Regions from separate parts of the Mus musculus genome. Here regions 1 and 3 are each linked to region 2. The links are chromatin contacts, called in public Hi-C and HiChIP or PLAC-seq maps. All regions are on one chromosome and are shown on one strand. Each heading gives the region's core, a stretch centred on a gene start, on an enhancer-like site or on the middle of the called end of the contact. The rest is flanking DNA. Distances are from core to core; before and after follow the strand shown.

What was found. Hi-C and Micro-C count contacts between places; a contact is called where the count stands out from the background. HiChIP or PLAC-seq counts read pairs in DNA pulled down with a chosen protein or histone mark.
Region 1: a Hi-C map of muscle stem cells shows a contact between it and region 2, with 2.7 times the contacts expected there. The contact joins the enhancer-like site here to the promoter of Klhl29 in region 2. A contact is called at or near these places in 1 of 39 promoter capture datasets (hippocampal neurons), 4 of 484 Hi-C or Micro-C datasets (cerebellar granule neurons, cortical neurons and muscle stem cells), 6 of 115 datasets of contacts at active chromatin or transcription factors (SST interneurons, embryonic midbrain, embryonic stem cells and 3 more) and 1 of 9 other capture datasets (adipose tissue).
Region 3: an H3K4me3 HiChIP or PLAC-seq map of forebrain shows a contact between it and region 2, with 4 times the contacts expected there. The contact joins the enhancer-like site here to the promoter of Klhl29 in region 2. A contact is called at or near these places in 2 of 39 promoter capture datasets (embryonic stem cells and hippocampal neurons) and 7 of 115 datasets of contacts at active chromatin or transcription factors (embryonic forebrain, embryonic hindbrain, embryonic stem cells and 2 more).

What each region holds. Positions count from the first base shown.
Region 1 is chr12:5,753,215-5,756,286 of GRCm38.p6, forward strand. The region is part of intron 2 of Gm9548 (a long non-coding RNA gene); the gene reads left to right. Among named protein-coding and RNA genes, the nearest start is that of Gm9548, 14 kb to the left of the region's middle. Within about 2 kb of position 1,662, at least 5 of the 459 cell types and tissues checked have an H3K27ac peak or open chromatin away from gene starts, as enhancers often do. A contact at or near this core is called in muscle stem cells, where this site is marked.
Region 2 is chr12:5,374,010-5,377,245 of GRCm38.p6, forward strand. It overlaps Klhl29 (kelch-like 29), which reads right to left and starts at 1,673. Exons shown (of 14, transcript NM_001164493.1): 1 at 1,093-1,673. It overlaps 2810032G03Rik (RIKEN cDNA 2810032G03 gene), which reads left to right and starts at 1,711. Exons shown (of 2, transcript NR_015579.2): 1 at 1,711-2,519.
Region 3 is chr12:5,086,105-5,089,259 of GRCm38.p6, forward strand. The region is part of intron 11 of Klhl29 (kelch-like 29); the gene reads right to left. Among named protein-coding and RNA genes, the nearest start is that of Atad2b, 170 kb to the left of the region's middle. Within about 2 kb of position 1,902, at least 53 of the 459 cell types and tissues checked have an H3K27ac peak or open chromatin away from gene starts, as enhancers often do. A contact at or near this core is called in embryonic forebrain and forebrain, where this site is marked.

The DNA.
Region 1 (3,072 bases), core at 412-2,911, 380 kb after region 2:
TTCTGGGTGAGCGCTACAGAATGGAAGGCATGCGTAGTATAGGTGGGAAGGAAGGCTTCCTGTGACCTGAAACGGCAAATGGGGAGGGCTAGAAAGGAGGATGTGGAGAAGAGATCTTAGGGCTTTCATAGGTGATGCATTTGACTAGAAAAGAGATGGAGTCTCTTATTGCTGTTTTTGTTCTTTCACAAAGAACAAGGGAGACTAGACTGGCTTTGTCCTTGGGTTGATAGATTTTATCCAAAGCTCCCAGTCCCGTCCCTTCCTCTCCACACTTAGATGCCCACCCCCTACCACCCCTCCACCAGGGCTGAAAGCAGTTTCTCTACTGAGCAGAAAATGTCTCTTTACCCCTCTTCACCGCTGCAACTCGTCCTGAAGGCTGGTGGGAAGGATCCAGGGACCTTGGTGTGATCCGAGGTCATCTGGAGAGGCTCCTACAGAAGAGACCTTGTGCTCAGAGTTAGAAAACGGGCAGCACTGGGGGCAGTTTTCTAAATTCCTGAGTGCTCCCAAAACCCTTCCCAAGAAAGCAGCTGAACAGGGACCTCCCTTGTCCTAGGACACTGCCTCAGGCTGCTGCTGAAGGGAGGCCAACTCAACTCGTCTCTGCCCCTGGAGTTGTACAGTGTTGGTGACTTGAGAAAAGATGTGTATCTTTATATCCTCCTCATATATATCCTTCTCTAGGGTCAAAGGTCCCTGGTGTAGTTTTGCTGAGGCCCTTGACCTGTGTCCTGAATAAAGTCCTGAGGGATAATGGAACAGTATCTGGCATGTTGTGGTGGACTGGAAGACGGGTGTAAGTGCCCTCTGGCACTGGGTTGGGCCACCTGATGCATGGATAACCAGATTTGACTGCAAAATCCAGAGTCATCTGGGGTGCTTTGTGGCTGTCTGAGTCATTTGGAACCTGCCCCAGTTTTTTCTGATATTAGCACATTGCTCTTCAGTAAGTATCCCTTTTCACACAATTTATATAAAGCCTTCTGCAAACATGTAGAGTGCCCTTGCTAATTTCTGCAGTCACTGAGTGCTGTGTGTAGGTTTTGGAGGAGGTAAAACAAGGTAATCCTGAGACCAATTGTGCAAAATGTGAAGGAAGCAAATGCATTAGTCAGCGTTCTACCAAGGGATGAAGTTGATAGAATGAATATATATCACAAAGGGAACTTTTTAGATTGGCTTGCAGGATGCCAGCTAGGCAGTTCAACACAGAAGAGAGTTCAGTAGCGCTCAGTCCATCCTGCTGGGTACTTCCAGCCTGGCACTGAAGCCCAGGGCTTATTAGGGGGTCACGGCTCTTTCGTCCATGTTTTACAGAGGCCGAAAAGTCTGGATCTTAATGTAGGTGAAGTGTGGAAGATGAGCATCAGCAGAGAAGACAACCTTGGAGACAGCCAGGAGTGGAAGTTCACAGGCTAAAATCATCCCCTGCTCTTCCCTCCGGCCTCATTAGATCTAGGCCATAGCCAGAGCTACTGCCTCCCCTGGGGCATGGTCATCCTTAGTCCTAACTCAGTCACTCTTTCCAGGGAGCACTGTCAAGGACCCACCCAGCAGTGTGTCTCTTAGTTGATTCCATGTGCAGACAAGCTGACAACCAAGATCAGCGTCTTCTGTCTTCTCCCTAAGCCTGTAGGCAGCTCAGTCTCTACCTTGTACTCCAGAGCCTGCTTCCCACCTAATCCCATCTGTCGTTTAAACTCCAGGGTGACTTCCACATCTGCTAGTAATCCTTCGTAATTCTTCTTCTTGTACAATCCATTTATTATTATAACTGAGGCAAAACTCCCACCATGTGAAATGTATTAGTCAGGGCTCAACCATTAAAAATAGATTAGTGATGTTTAGAACATTCGCAATGTTATATAACTACTACTTTTGCCCTGTTCCATAATAAATATTGTTATCATCCTTGACAATAAACATTTAGTATATACTCTCTACTTTCCATTTTTTTGGCTCCTAGCAACAAAAAGAATGCCCCACTCTCTCTATGAACTTACCTAGTCTGTATATTTACAAGACATACAGTGGCTTTTTGTGTTTCATGTGTTTCACTTAGAGAAATGGTTAGGGGGTATTCAGGTGTCTTATTAGATCATATAATGACTATTTTTCTTTTACTGGCAAAGTAATATGCCATTATATGGATATACTACAATATATTCATTCATTCATTCATTCATTCATTCATTCATGTGAGGATGGACATTGAGCTAGTTTTACCTTCTGGTTATTGTGCTGCTCTGAATGCTTATGTATCATCTCTTCCTCTCTGCCCAACCCCGTTTTGGGCAAGTGCATCCTGAAGAGTAGAATCACTGACTCATATGGTAAGTCTATGTTTAGTTTTTTAGGAACCACTGTGTCTTACACTGTGACTATGACATTTTCCCTTTCTCAACAGAAAGCCTTACTTATTTTATTTCATGCTTCTCCTTTGCAAAGGAAATGATTGTATCCTATGTCCATACTAGATGCTCTGTGAGTTACCTGTACAGTTTTACCCAGCCTTAAACCGTATAACTTCTAATATACTACCTTATTATTTGTTCATTTATTCATAGCTGCACTGAGTTGTCAGCAGTACATTTTTATAACTAATAATTCTAGCTCTGGATTAAAATACATGGATCCAAGTTCTAGATTTGTATATTTGCTGGCATATGAGTTATTCTGAGAAGCAGGTTGAGATGGAATCTATACTAGTTTGGCCTCACCCTGACCTTCTATGTCAGTGGTTCACAACCTTTCTAATGTTGTGACCCTTTAATACAATTCTTCATGTTGTGGTGACCTCCAACCATAAAATTATTTCATTGCTACTTCATAACTGTAATTTTGCTACTGTTATAAATCATGACATAAATATCTGATATTCAGGATATCTGATATGGGACCCCCGTGAAAGGGTTGTTGAACCTCCAAAGGGGTTGTAACCTGAATCCTGATCATTATTATATATTCCATTACTCTTTTTTAATCCCTATTTTCCTTTAGACATCTGTTTCTGCCTTTTTTTGTCCCATGAGTCTGACTTACGTCACATAGCATAATGATCTATAG
Region 2 (3,236 bases), core at 423-2,922:
AGTCGCCGGCTCCTGGGAGAACAGCCGCAGGCAGGCAGTGCGTCTCCACCTTCCCCAGGCGACGCACACCGAACCTGCCCCGGGAGCAGCCTCGGAACGAAACTGGGCTGCGGGTTCCGAGATCTGGGCTGGAGCGAGCACGCCTCTCTCCCCTAGGGCCTGGGGCCGACACTGCCCAGCGAGGGCACCAGCGCGCGACCACAGATAACCCTCCTGCCTCCAGGCCACGAAGACCCGGACGTGAGCCCGCGGTCAGCCCGCATGGCCCGTGGCAGTCTGGGCGCGCGGCCACACTCCCACCTACGTGTCTCCGGTCTACTATCCCACACATAAACAACCCCTCTCCACTCGCCACCACCTCCCCGCCCTTCGCATCCCTGAAGCTGTCCTCCCACCTCCAACCCCCGCTGGAAACCACAAGGTGTCAAGGGAATGTAGGGGAGGTCACAACACGGTCTGTGTGGGTTCCATTCAGATGATATTCAAGCTCTTCCACCTCGAAAGTTACTTGGGATCCAGTGAAGAAACCCGGTCCCCAAATGCTGGGTCTAAGAACGCGAGTGGCAGAACCCGTCATCTAGCTTCCCTTGGCACACAGGCGCGCATCTCCCCAACCCGCAGGGCACACGGCCGCCCTGGGGACCAGCTTTCCAGTGCTTTCTGGGTCCCCCGGCACTGCTGGGGCCCTGGGCCGCGCAGGGGGAGGTGGCCAGGAGAGGGGCGCACACGGCTTGGCCCGGCCCAGCGCTACCCGACTCTGGTGTCGTATTTGCTTCTAGCACCTTCGACCACTGCGATAGTTCCCCTAGGCATTCCCTGCATAACACACCCGGGGGCAGGAAGTTTTTTTCCCCCTTTTTTCCATCCCCGGAGCAGCGCAGGCGCAAGGGCTTCTGCAGGCTTGCGAGCTCAGACGCGGGAGGCTCCAGCTCCAGCCGCCGCCACTGCCAGAGCCGAGCCCAGCGTTCCAGGCTCTGGGCCACACTCCCAAGTCCTGCCTGGCCCAGAAGCTACCAGGACCCTGGGAACCCTTACTCCCTCCCCTCTGCCCCGTTAGGCATCCCAAGAGCCCCAACCTGATCCGGCTCTTACCTGCGGCCGCGCCGCTCCAGCCCCGGCCCGACGCGCAGAGAGCCCAGGGTCGCGGATGGGTGCAGGAGGGTTGATGGATAGGGGACGGCGCCGGCGGGTAGCGGTAGCTGGGGCCGCTCGAGTCCTGGCCCGGAGAAACGGATCCAGGTCCACCTCCTCTCGTTCCTGCTCTCCGCCTTCTCCCCTTTTCCCTCCTCCTCCTCCTCCGCCGCCGCCTCCCGGCAGCCCAGGGAGGATGCCCGGGAGAGGGAAGTCAGTCTTTCTGCCTGTCAGCCTGCGCGGCTATGCGCGGTGCGGCGCGGCTCTCATCGAGGCGGCGGCAGCGGCGGCGGCTCCGGCAGCATCGCCCCCGCCCTCTCCCCGCAGCCGCGGCGGCCGCGGGGCTGGGGCTGGCTCCGGGCGCCGGGCTCCGGGCTCGGGCTCCGGGAGGGGGCTGAGCTTAGGCTCGCCAATGACCTGGGCTGCGGACGTGCGCTGGGTAGCCGGAGCCGGGGTTAGAGCTGCTGCTAGATCGGCGGTGGCAGGGACAGCGGCGACGGCGGCGGCGGCGCGGGGATTGGCGCGGCCGCGGCGCGGGGACCATGCTCCCTTCTGGCTCGCTCCTCTCCGGGTACCGTCTGCTTTAGCTGCGAGGGAGGCGGGCTTCGGCGCGCAGCCAGGGACGGGCGGAGCCAATCACAGACGCCCGAGTAGGCGGGGGCGGAGGGTGGGGGAGGCGGGGCGCCCCCGGCCCGGCTCAGCGCTTGGCTCCCGGGGCCCCAGGGATCCCCTGCAGCCGCGCGCCGGGCCCCAGGCTCAATGCCAGCGGGTGTGTCCGTGGTTGGTCCGCCACCCCCGCCCCCTGCAAAGATACCCGGCTCGCCCGGCTCCGTGGCCGCGCCGGTAGACTCACGACGCATGGCCGGGCTGCTGGGCCATGGCCTCCGGGTTCCGAGAGAGCCCGGGCTTCAAGGAAACGGACTGAAGGGAGCTTCCCTGCTGCTCTCAACACCTGAGGAAACTGGTGGAAAAGTTTGAGAAAGAAAAGTCCAATCGTCTTTCAGCTTCCGCCCTCCCTATGACACTCCAGCCTGGAGAAGGAGTAGGGAACGTCCATATCTCTGAAAGACCACCGCGAGCCATGCCAGTCCTGTCTTCTTGCATCTGCCCTGACTTCTGAGCATATGCGAACTTTCCTGTTTTCACAGACCTCCCTGGGTTGCTCAGATCACACAGGCCTGCTTTGACACTCCAGCTGCAGCCAACCCTCCCAAGATCCACACTGACCGAGTCTTCCTCTCTTCATGCTGTCTACGCAGACCCTAACTGGAACACTAAGAGGAAACTTTGGCTGGAGACCTGTGGCTACCGGTGTGGGTGTGAGCTTTTTCATCTCTCCAGCACACTTCTTTTCTGTGCCTGTCTTCCTTGGGTTGCTAACTCTGCAGGTCAGTTTTCTTATTCCCAGACCCACAGAACCCCTCACCTGTTTTGAGATTCAGAGGGAAAGCCTGTGGCTCAGTTCCCCTCCATCTTTCAGGCAAGTCTGAAGGTTAAAGTCTGAAGTTTATAGTCGGTGGGTTCCTTCTTCATTTCTCTTCACCCATACCTCCCCCACCCCATCCACACAAATACTGAGGCCTATTTCAAACTGGGGGCGGGGGTGGGTGGGTAATAGGGGAGGGACATAGCTGTTTTTTAAGGCTGATCTGGGCTGGCTGTCCTGGGAAGGCTTTACTAGGCTCCACTCATGTCTTTGCCAGGGAGGAGGGAGAACTTTTTTCTCTCAGGGGCCTCCTGTGATTGTCAGACCCACAGCTCTGCTGTTTTGGCTGTAAACTCAGTGCAGGGGTTGTGTATCCTTTAATATCTTGTAGGAAGCACAGTACAGTGTCATGGCTGATAAATAATAAATAATAATAATCTGCTGAGGGTAGCAGGAGAACTGTCAGTGAAGAGGGAAGAAGACAGCGGGGAGATGGGCCGTTGGTGTTAGAGTAACTGCATTTGGGGGGGGGGGAGAATCAGATGAAGTTTTAGTGTTCAAAAGCTTGAAAGGTGGGTTAGGGACGCACAGTGTTTGCATCCCAAAGGAATCTACCCCCAAGACAGGACAGCCAGGGCAGTGACATTAAGGCAGTGACAGAGGCTCCTCAGAGGGAGAT
Region 3 (3,155 bases), core at 652-3,151, 290 kb before region 2:
TGAGAGTCATGTGAGATCCCAGTTACAAAGCAGGAAAACATGGTGGCTGGCCAAAAAGCTTGGGCTCTGAGGAATGGATCACCTGTGTTTTAATACAGAATTCTAAGTTCCCATAATAACTGGATTGCACAGGTCTCCAAATGTTATCAGCAGATTCTCCTGAGCCCGTGGAAATAAACTCTGGCACAAAACTGGTTTTGTTTTAATGGTTGGGGATGTTAAGTAAATTTTTGTATAGGTAGGAGGAAGTCTAAAGGCTTGAACGAAAGTTAACTAAACAGCCAGGCCCCAGATCTGTGCATTCTGCATCCATAGATGCCATCAGCTACAGATATGAAAAATCTGAAACTGTATTTGTATTGAACATGTCCAGATTTTCCATTGTTTTCAAAGCAGCACATTATAACAGTTTTTTACACAGCATCTGCATTGTATCAGGTATTGTAAGTGACTTGAAGCATCTAGAGTCTGCAGCAGGATGTGTACAGGTATTTGGATGTGGATACTATGCCGTTTTATATGAGGACCTGAGCACTTGCAAATGTGAGTCTACAGGCATCCTGGAACTTGTACCCTGCGGGTACCAAGGGGACTTTATGGTATAAGCAAGAAAAGATGGCACATGGCTGAGTCCCAGCACTCAGATGTTGACCCAAAAGTTCCAGAACATTCTGGGTAACATAGGTCCTATTGAGAGAGATGGTAGGGAGGAAGGGAGAGGGAGGAGGTGGGGTGGGATGGGTGGAGAGCCAGAGAGAGTGACAGAGAGAGGAAGGAGAGAGGCTAGAAGAGAGAAAACACACAGTTGGGGACACAGGGAACTCTGAAGAGCTTTGAACCTCCCAGCCTATGGGAATCTGTTATTTGTCCTTGTAGGACCAAAAGGTTCCTGGGTCCTGTGTGGTTTCTGATAGGTATAGCAGATGTTAATTAAAGCAAAAGGAGTTGTGAGCAATGTTAGCAGGAGAGAGTGGAGGTCAAGGAAGGCACAGCTGCAGGCTTGTTGCTGGAGTTAGCAGAGAGAGGAGAAAGTTTGTTGTTTTTCTTGAGAGAGGGACTCATGTATCCCAGGTTGGCCTGGTAATTTCTAAGTAGCCAAGTATGATTGTAAAGACCGAGATCTCCCAAGTGCTGAGCTCACAAGTGTGGACAACCATCCCTACTTTGTGTAGTTCTAGGGATGAAATGCAGGGCTACCTTTATTCTAAGTAAATACTACACCCTGGGACATTTGAGTTCTCAATCCATGGCCCCATTTACTATGGGAAGGAGGAGGTAGGGGTGGACAGGAGAGCCTGTGTATGGTTGAGGAGAGATGGGAAGAGAGCTGCTTGCTTTTAAGAGAAAATGGCTGACAGGGCAGACCCAAGAGTACCTTGCAGCATTTGGGGCTGGGTGGAAGCTTGACTCTTCAGTGCATAGTAGGACCAGTCTGAAGGATGCCAGGATTTCCCTTACCAGTCCCAGGGAGAGAGGGAAGGCAGAGAATAGGGCTGAACAGATCTGCTTCATATACAGTTCGGAATGAAGGAGCAAAGTGAGAGAATGGAGATGTGCAGACCCACTGAGGGGAAGGAGGTAGGGACAGCTGCTGGGACGAGCAGAAGTGGACCTAAGGGGGCTGGTCAAGGGAAGTCAGCGCCGTCCTCCCACTCAGCAGCATTTCTGTTCAATGTTCCGAGGAGCTAGCTGCCCCTCAATGCTCCTGCCTGCCTGCAGCTGTCCACCACTTACTGCAGACCCCCTGGCTCACTTATCTCTGCTCCATATGTGTCTGCACCCATAGCAAGGACCTGAGCTTGCTCACCAGCGAGTTCACTCAGCACATAGTCGTGAACAGCATATGGCTCCCATGTTCTCCCTGGGAGTCTCCTTTGGATAAGAGCCATCACTAGCTTCCTAGAGCTAGGTACTCTAGGAAGAGGGTCTTATGTGCACCATGTCCTGATTCTTGAGTCTGCTTCTGGAGTTGGATATTAGAAGCCAAACTGTCTTATGGGGCAGCTGTGGCCGATGCCATTCAGTCGTGGATGGATGATATATAGCGAACAGGCAATGAAGTAAGTGTCTTTTCAGGGCAGTGTCAGAAGTTCAGATATCTGTTTTTTAAGCCAATATGGCAGTGAGCCAAAGAGCTTCCACAGAAAGAGCTGAGAGATGAGAAAGATTATGTGGCTGTTAGCCCTCAGTCTTTCGGCATAATGACACATTCCGCCAAACACAAATTTCCTGAGAGTTTGTTATTCCAGGTGGCTGATTGCCAAGCCATGAGCTCTCCCGTCAGCTCAATCTGTCAGCTTCCTGCTTGAGAAGGATATGCTAATGACATGCAAATGACCCAGCCGAGTGAGGCGTTCCACTATCATTTATGCAGTAACCACAGCTCCTGCAACATATTGCTATAAAATATTAGACCCAGTTATTTATATAATGATATAATACAGGTTTGTCTATGGCGCTGTTGTTTTAATCTATAATTATGTAATCTTGCTCTATTCCTGTAACACGGTAATGTAATATAACTATAATACACCATATATCTCATTCATTATCAATATAATAGCAATTTGTACCATTAGTGCTTCCTGGGGAACAAAGCACCCTCACGTCTATCCCCATTAGACTGACCTTCCTGTCACCCTGAATTCTCATCACTGTGGCCATGTGGCATAGAGACTGAAGGGGACTTCTCCTTGGGTAGCAGTGGGTGCTTTTTCCCCCCACCCCCTCCACTCCCTCTCATGGGCATCCCCTAGGGCTCTTCCAGTCTTTGTCCCATCCTACAGGCCCAGATGACAGATCTGCATGGGCTAAGGGAGCACTCAGGGTCCCTCAGGTCTCTCTGGGATCTCCAGCTGCTCTTTCCTTCACTGGGCCTCCTGGGGGTGGCCTCAGGTGCTCCAAGCTGACATTTATTTTCCAGCCAGCCTAAAGGCTGGGCTCCATGGGGAAGGCCAGTACAGGCAGCACCCTGGGGCCTCAGAGAACTGCTTCAGGGCCCAAGAAAAGCAGAAAGAGTCGAGATTGCCTCTACCTCTCTGTTGGTGTGTTTGATCCTTCAACAAATCCCTGTATTTATCAACAAGCAGAACTTTGCAAAAGGAGTAATCAGCATCTTAGGAGATTAAAAATAGCTGACAGAGGCAAAGCAAGAT